2 separate regions of the Gasterosteus aculeatus genome follow, and region 2 is linked to region 1. A link is a contact called in public Hi-C data. All regions are on one chromosome and are shown on one strand. The core of a region is the stretch at or near the end of the contact, and the rest is flanking DNA. Distances in the headings are between cores, read along the strand shown.

What was found. A called contact is a pair of places that touch in the nucleus more often than the background predicts.
Region 2: a contact with region 1 is called in a Hi-C map of skeletal muscle, with 1.9 times the contacts expected there. The contact joins two enhancer-like sites. A contact is called at or near these places in 3 of 6 Hi-C or Micro-C datasets (skeletal muscle, tail fin and whole body).

Annotation. Positions count from the first base shown.
Region 1 is chr17:13,962,746-13,966,758 of fGasAcu3.hap1.1, reverse strand. No RefSeq gene overlaps it. Among protein-coding and RNA genes, the nearest start is that of LOC120835432, 9.9 kb to the left of the region's middle. Within about 2 kb of position 1,433, at least 3 of the 9 cell types and tissues checked have open chromatin away from gene starts, as enhancers often do.
Region 2 is chr17:14,001,084-14,005,278 of fGasAcu3.hap1.1, reverse strand. No RefSeq gene overlaps it. Among protein-coding and RNA genes, the nearest start is that of LOC120835728, 10 kb to the left of the region's middle. Within about 2 kb of position 2,843, at least 1 of the 9 cell types and tissues checked has open chromatin away from gene starts, as enhancers often do.

The DNA.
Region 1 (4,013 bases), core at 184-2,683:
AGATAAAACAGGAAAAACCCAAACACCTTAAATACTGCCATGCAGTTTTCTACTATATATATATATATATATATATATATATATATATATATATATATATATGACTAACTGAACATAGTGTGTGTGACTAACTGAACATAATTTGCATAAACCAAACAAATGAAGGTCACAAGAATAAGTTACACAAGAAAAGAGACACACCTCAAGCAGGCATCTAACTGAAAATGCTTAAGAGGAATTCCGGATCTGTTACCTGAGAATATAACATCTTTTCTTCATGGTTTAAAACACTTGTCAGTTTTCTACTGTGGATATCAAGACGTGTACAGACAAATCCTGCAAGAAACGAATTGACAAGATGATAAAACATGTTACCGCGGGTGTCATTTTAGTGTATTGAGACAATTAAATCTGACAGTTTACATGACAAAGTCATAAAACATCGTACCATCTTTTCTTTAATGGTTTAGGTACAAGCAAATCTGAACAGACAACCTGTCTCATTGAGACAAAGGTTGTGATCTTTTGAGCTCATAGACTGCCGCACTGACAACTCACCCGTTGTTTACGCAAATTGTGTTAATGTGTTGTGGGCCAGGTCCTTGAATTCAGATGTTAGACTGCTGAGACAATGGAAATACTCAGCACTATTAAAATAAATCTCCATAAAGAATAGAAAATATACAATTAATGATAATACTGAATAAATAAAAGAGCAGTTTGTGGATAATTTGCAGATTAATAAAAAATGTTTCAACAAAGATTACCTCTATTGAGGGCTTAACAGTCTTTAATTTGCCTACAAGCAGTTGGGTGCAGAGGTAAGAAAACCACTTCCTTTATGTTCTTTAGTCATTGGGTGTGTACTTTGTACTCTAGCATACTTTACAGTGATGTATTGAATAGATTACAGGTAAAAGTGCAACCTGTTTGAAGCCATTCACTCTGGTTTAGACTGAGGAATGTGATGCTCATCTATCAGCCACAGTGCTGCAGCCAAGGTACTTTCAATGTCTTGTACAACCCATATCTAACATTAATTGATCTGGTAATGCTATGGATGTATGTGTACATATGCTATATATATTTATTAGAGCCTTTTCTTTCTTCTGTACTTTCTCCTTCTAAAAGTTTTTTTTTTTTTATAAGTCCAGATTTGGAAAAGTTTTCTTCAACACAGTGTCCTTCAGCGTTGACATTTCAGCCTGCTGCAACAAGAACAGTGCACGTTATTTCAGCTGGACAGCAGAGACGGGAAGGCTGAAGGTGCATCTCCTCGAGGCATTATGGACAACTAGCAATGAATTGAAATGTGTTTAATCAATCAATGCATTTTATGAATGAATGAATGAAAAAAAAGATTCTGAATCCAGCTATTTGTTTGTTTCTACTGTAACCAACAGACTGCAGCAGCATATGGGTGTGTGCTACTAAAGCAATAAGGTACGAGAGGCTGTACATTATCATCCAATAATGGAACAGTTCGGGGGCGTGGTTAAGGCTGGCGAATGCCTCTGCGTCTGCGTCATTACGCACAGTCGTGTCGATGCACTCGTTTCAATTCATGGTTCAAAAAGGCTTGTGCGTGTTGCAAGGCAATTCATCGCCAGAACCAGGGCTGTAGTGGAGGGTAAACGCACGTAAACGCCGTTTACGCACCTCTAGAATTTTGGAAATAGCGTTTACGCACCTATAAATAGCGTTTACGCACCTCAAAGTTCCCTGCGCCTTGTATTCTTCCGTTGGAATAATCCGAAATAAACTTGGTGTAATTTTAAAACAGCTAAGACTACGTTTCCTATTGTTGAACATATAAACGCTGTAGTCTGAATCATTTCCATCTGCGCTGTATTACGGTCTGTGAGCATCCAATCAGTGCCTTGCGGCTGCAGCAGCGACACCAATCAGGATCCAGGAGGTGTAAACACACGTTGTGGATCAGCCCAGTGGTCCCCAACCTTTCTTACCTCACGGACCGGTTTCATGTCAGACAATATTTCGCGGACCGGTCGAGAAGGTCCGACGGGGGGGGTGGTAGTAGTCGTTGCGGGCGGAACGACCGACGGGGGGGGTGTAGTAGTCGCGCGCTCTGTGTTCGCTGGTCGTGCACAAGAAAAACGCCTGATGACGTGTAGATTAGAAAACAAGTCAGTTCTCAATGTGAAAAAAACATGCTGTATAGGCTATTTATGATGACATAGGTAGTACATGAGTGTTCCTTTAACATATGTTGTCAGTTTAATTGACAGGCTGCATAACAGGTTAACTCTTAAAATCCAACATATTTTTTCAGGCAGTGATAGGACAGGCAATGATGCAGAGAGCACATGGAGAGGAGAAACACCAGGTCCAATAGAGAGAGGAGAAGCACAGAGGAGAACACGCGTTCTGGGGTTCATGGCTCCTCTGTGCAAGGCAGGACCTGACGTGGAGGACAAGGAGGCCCTCAGGGCACTACTGTAAAAAGTAGACTCCGTATGTAGATAGTTCTTAATATGCAATTGTCTTGTTGTGTTGTGTTGACATACTTTTCTTTACTGTTTTCTTAAATTTAATAAACTACAAACTACTAACCCATTTATTCATTGTCATTGATTGTATATGACTTTTACTGATAACATAATGCAATATAGCCAGGACAGCCTTACAGAGTCGCGATGCTTTGTGTTGCGTTGCTTCGCATCGCGTCGAGGTCTGTATGATCACAAAATTCAGAGTTTACCCACCTCTAATTTTACCACTACAGCACTGGCCAGAACAATAGGTAGAGTAATATTTTTTGCCGAAGATGACCTAGAGAGTGTCATGGAAGTCGTTTATTTATTTATTTATCACAGACTTTTTTTGCCCCCTGCATCGCCACTGCTGCTTTTCATTGTCTTTCATTGACAAAAATTCTTCAATCTGATTTTTTCTCTCGCAAAAAATCTTCGTTTTACTAATGGCGGCATTGTGCTATGAAACCGGAAATGTGAGACTGAAAGGAAGTAGTTAGCGGACCAATCACAGCCTTGCGGGCTGCGAGAGGCTTGCCTAGCTTTTGACGCAAAAAATGGGTCGACGCACGCAAGGAGGGGTGAAAAGGCATGCAAGTGACATGCAAAAGCTTTAGGGCCGACGCGAAGCAGTTACATTATTGAAGATAAATTACTGCCTCAAGTATCTTATTCCTTTTGTGATACGGTTACCAGCGAAATTATAATTAGTAAGTAAATAGCTGCCTCTCAGCAAAAAATAGTATTACCCACCAAACCTTGTGTAGCACATTTCAGTAGTCTAGAGAAAAAATAGTCCCCGTACATGCACGTAAACAGCATTGGGTCCCGCACCATCTCATTCATTCACATCGGTCATGACGTCCACCCTAATTGTCCGGTTGCGAAAGCTCGCATTGCGCAAAACCGATCATTTGTGGGATTTTTGGGGGTTTTCGGCAATCACCGCCGAGCTAAAAGCTAAAATGTAGCGCAAAAGCTAACCTGTTACTTTGAGTGTGCAGTGATGTGGAACGCTCGGGTCAACAGCAACTGTTCATTATCGCTCAATAATATAGCCCTCGTGACTCACTTTCAACCAATCAGAACATTTGATCTCATCTACCCATATTGTAAAACACGATACGTCCTTGTAGCAAAAGCTGTCTCAGCAGATTCCTTTACGAGGCAAACAAACACACTCCCAGAAGATATTCAAAGGTTTAAGTCAATCACTCACAAATAAGACACAACCCTGTGAGGACTACGACTCATGTCCAACTATGCATTTTTTTATTTATCATATAGATTTCTATTTACATCAACCGTAAACAGATTCCGTTGACACAGATTGTAGCCATGTCTTTTATAGCATTTGTTGTTTCTATGAAGTTAAATGTACAGTCGCATTCCATGGTAACCATGTGTGTATATATATAAATATATATATAAATATATATATATATATATATATATATATATATATATATATATTTGCTCCACTACATTTGTTGCTCCAGTTACTAATTGCACTGTAAA
Region 2 (4,195 bases), core at 1,594-4,093, 37 kb before region 1:
GACAGAAACTTGAAGTTAAAGGAGCTTGCAAGTTAGCATGCAGGTACAGGGAGAAAACAGCTATGCTAGAGTTTGACATAGTGTACGCAGAAAATGCTCTTCCCGTTTTGGGCCTACGTGCATGTTTAGACCTAAATTTAGTCAAGCTAGGGCACATGGTTGATGCACAACCGAAAACACACACCAGCATCACTGAAGAGTTTGCCAATGTATTTAAAAGGCATTGGACTATTCCCTGGGGAATGCACCTTTCACCTGAAACCCTCAGCAACACCGTTTGTGTGCCCACCGCGCCGCATCCCATATGCCCTGCGCAACAGTCTCAAGGAAGAGCTTGACGAAATGGAGAAAATGGATGTAATCCAAAAGGTCACAGAGCAAACTGAGTGGGTAAACACACTAGTGGTAGTGGAAAATCCAAAGACAGGAAGGCTTAGGGTGTGCTTAGATCCCCGCCCCCTAAACAAAGTTATCCAGAGACCCCACTATCCACTTCCCACTCTAGATGATGTCACACCAAGACTAGCCAGAGCACAGTACTAGACGCTAGATCTGGATACTGGACGAGAAAACTCAGCCAGGAATCATCCATGCTGACCACCTTCAACACCATCTACGGCAGATACCGGTTCAAGAGGCTCCTGTTCGGAATTGTTTCTGCACAGGATGAGTTCCCGAGGAGAGTTGATGAGGCCTACGAGGGGCTTCATGGTGTCGCAGCCATCGTGGATGACATTTTGGTATATGGCCGCACAAAAGATGAGCACGATGCCAACCTGCGGAGAGAGGAATAAAGCTCAACAAAGACAAAAGCATCATATGCGTCTTTGAGGTGAGCTATTTTGGACATAAATTGACACGAGAAGGCCTTAAGCCTGACCCTAACAAGATCAAGGCAATTAAAGAAATGGCTCCCCCACGCAGCAAAGCAGAGCTGGAAACCAGACTGGGCATGGTCACCAACCTTTCCAAGTTCGCACCCAGACTTTCAGAGACAATTGCCCCGCTCAGACAACTGCTAAAAGAAAACAGTGAATTCATGTGGGACTCAAATCAGGATGCTGCATTCCACCAGATAAAAGACCTGATAACACAAGAGCCTGGCCCGGTGCTCACGTATTTCGACCACGCCAAAGAGGTGAGACTACAGGTCGATGCATCAAAATGTGGCTTAGGAGCAGTTTTGCTTCAGGGAGAGAAACTAGTCGCACTCGCATTAAAGACACTAAATGAGACAGAGGAAAATTATGCTCAGATTGAGAAGGAGCTCTACGCAGTGCTCTTTGGATGCAGACGTTTTCATCAGTATCTGTACGGACGACAGGTGATCGTCGAGTCAGACCACAAACCGCTGGAGTCAATCATGCGGAAACGCTTCGCAGCCGCACCGCCGCGCTTAGAACGCATGATACTGCAACTACAAAGGTACGACATCACCTGGAAGCCTGGAAAGCAAATCCCTGTCACAGACACGCTGTCCAGAAAGCCAATAGAGTGTCTTGACAACTCTTTGAGTGAAGGCATGGATTTACAAATCCGCACAGTGATCAGCAGTGCACCAGTGAATGATCGGAAAATGGCAGAAATCAAAGCTGCCACAGCACAAGATGAGCAACTGTCAATGTTGAGACAAGTTATCCGAGCAGGATGGCCTGAGTCAAACAGAAGGTGTCCGCTTGCCGTCTCTGAGTATTGGAACCATCTGGACGAGATATCAGAGACAACGGAATCCTCCTCAAAGGTGAGAAGATCATTGTACCACACTCACTCAGAGCTGAAATGTTCTCACGTATACACACAGGACACTTGGGGATGGAAAAGTGTAAGCAGCAAGCAAGAGACTTACTGTTCTGGCCCGGGATGTGCAAACAGATAGAGGCACTAGTAGGATCTTGCAGCATCTGCCTCGAGCGACGCAGCTCCAACACAAAGGAACCAATGCTCTCGCATCCTATCCCGGAACGACCCTGGCAAACAGTAGCCACAAATTTGTTCACCTGGCACAGTAGTGACTACATAGTTGTCGTAGACTACTATAGCAGGTACTTTGAGGTAGAAAAAATCAGCAGCCTCACATCCGCAACTGTCATCAAAAAGCTGAAATCCATGTTCGCCAGATTTGGAATACCCCAGACAGTAATCAGTGACAACGGACCTTGTTACATTTCACAAGAGTTCAGAGGTTTTGCTCCCGCTTGGGACTGAGTAACGGTTTGGCTGAAAAGACTGTTCAGACCGTCAAAGCCCTCATGGACAAAGCACACGCACAGCAGACAGATCCGTAGCTCAGCTTACTTGAATACAGGAACACACCAGTTGATGGACTGAAGTCACCAGCACAGCTGCTAATGAGCAGGAAAACAACTGCAACCTGAACTTGTCAGCCGCAGCGCAGTTCTCAGCAGAAGGCAACTGTGTCAACAGAGACAGAAACAATACTACGACAGGAATGCTAGGACACTTCCGGCACTACCAGAAGGAGCCACGGTCCGTTTCAGCTTCCCACAGGGACATAGGAACCTGCCCAAGTCATCAAGCCCGCAGGTACCCGGAGGTCCTACAACATTCACACTGATGGAGGTCACATGCTCAGGCGTAATCGGCGTCACCTCCTGCAGACGTGTGAAAGTGTCGCAGACCAGGTACTTCCAACAAACAACCACCAGATGGAGTCTGAAGAAACAGAGCATCAAGCAGCACAGCAGGACCCTGCAGGTCACACAGGTTCACAACAACCACTAGACTGCACTACCACTAGATCAGGCCGTATAGTGAAGCCTGGAGACATATTGGACCTGTGATACCCAACAGGAGAAGAACTGAAGGATATGTTCATGAGAAATTAAAAAAAAAATGTTTACGTTTGAAATACTTGAAGTGCCGTTTAGCATCAAACTGTTAATACTTGATAACTGATGATTGTCTTCATATTTTTCTTCAGTAATACAATGTTCATGTAGATTTGGCACATAGAAACCTATATGCAATTCTTAAATGTTTAGGTGAGCAATGTTCCTAACCCGTTTGGCAGCTATAGCCATCTCTTGTTTCAAAGAAAGGGGGATGTAGTATCTTGGATACTTCCGGTTCAAATGTCTGTCATGTTGTGATGAGATCATCAAGGTGCGCCTTTATGCGCAGAAGTAAATATGCACTAATAAAGATGGACGCATACAGCGCTGACTAAAAGAAACTCACTGGTATGTGTCGTACTTAGACAATTAAATGTCAGTACACGCACACGAATATTACACGTTCGCTATTAAAATGCTCTCAATACTGGCACACTACTGAGATGCTCTTACATTTACTAGTGAGATGTGAGTACGCGTAAGAGCATCTCGCTCCTGAATGTAAGAGCATCTCACTAGCATACGGAAGGCATCTCAGTTACACTGGAAGGCGGAGGCAAAGAGAGAAGATTTTGAACAGGGTCGTCGTGGCGCAGGGGGTTAGAGAAGGTGTGCTGGGAAGCACAAAGTTGGTGTTTCGATTCCAGGCTGCCCCATGTTCCATGTCGAGGTGTCCCTGAGCAAGACACCTAACCCCTAATTGCTCCCCGGGCAAAAATGTGAAAAAGCCATGGGTTTAAAGTGTAATGTAAGTCTCTTTGGATAAAAGCGTCTGCTAAATGACATGTAATGTAATGTAACAGCGAAAAGCCTCAATCTTATGCCCTTTCTTAATATGCTTCTAAGTCCGGACTCGCCCGTTCTTGTGTAGGTCCAAGTTTATAAATACTAACTTATTCAAGTGAATGTAATTTTAGGACTTTATCAGAAGAGAAGTTAGCTTTGTCTAATTCTAAATGTCTTTCTACAATTATTATGCATACAGAACAAACTGTAAAGACTGGACAAAAAAGATCCTGGCAACAGATAGAGATAAAATAAAATATAAAAACATTTTGCAGGCTGGTAAATGCCCTAACAGTTTGCAAATGGTATGTAGAAATTACCTACAAGATGCCTGCTCACATAATTTATCTAAACTGATTTTAGCAATTAAGAAGAAGGCTCATCTGTCTAGCAAGGGGTGTGCACCATGCAGGCTTCACCCCTTGTTTTAAACCAAGGAAGGCCTGTGATGGAAGGGATTCAAGGTGGGACAGCTACTGACTGTTCCACCTTCAGAAACTGCCCTCTCATACATTTTCCAGTACTGCACATCAAAACAAAATCACCCATTTATACAG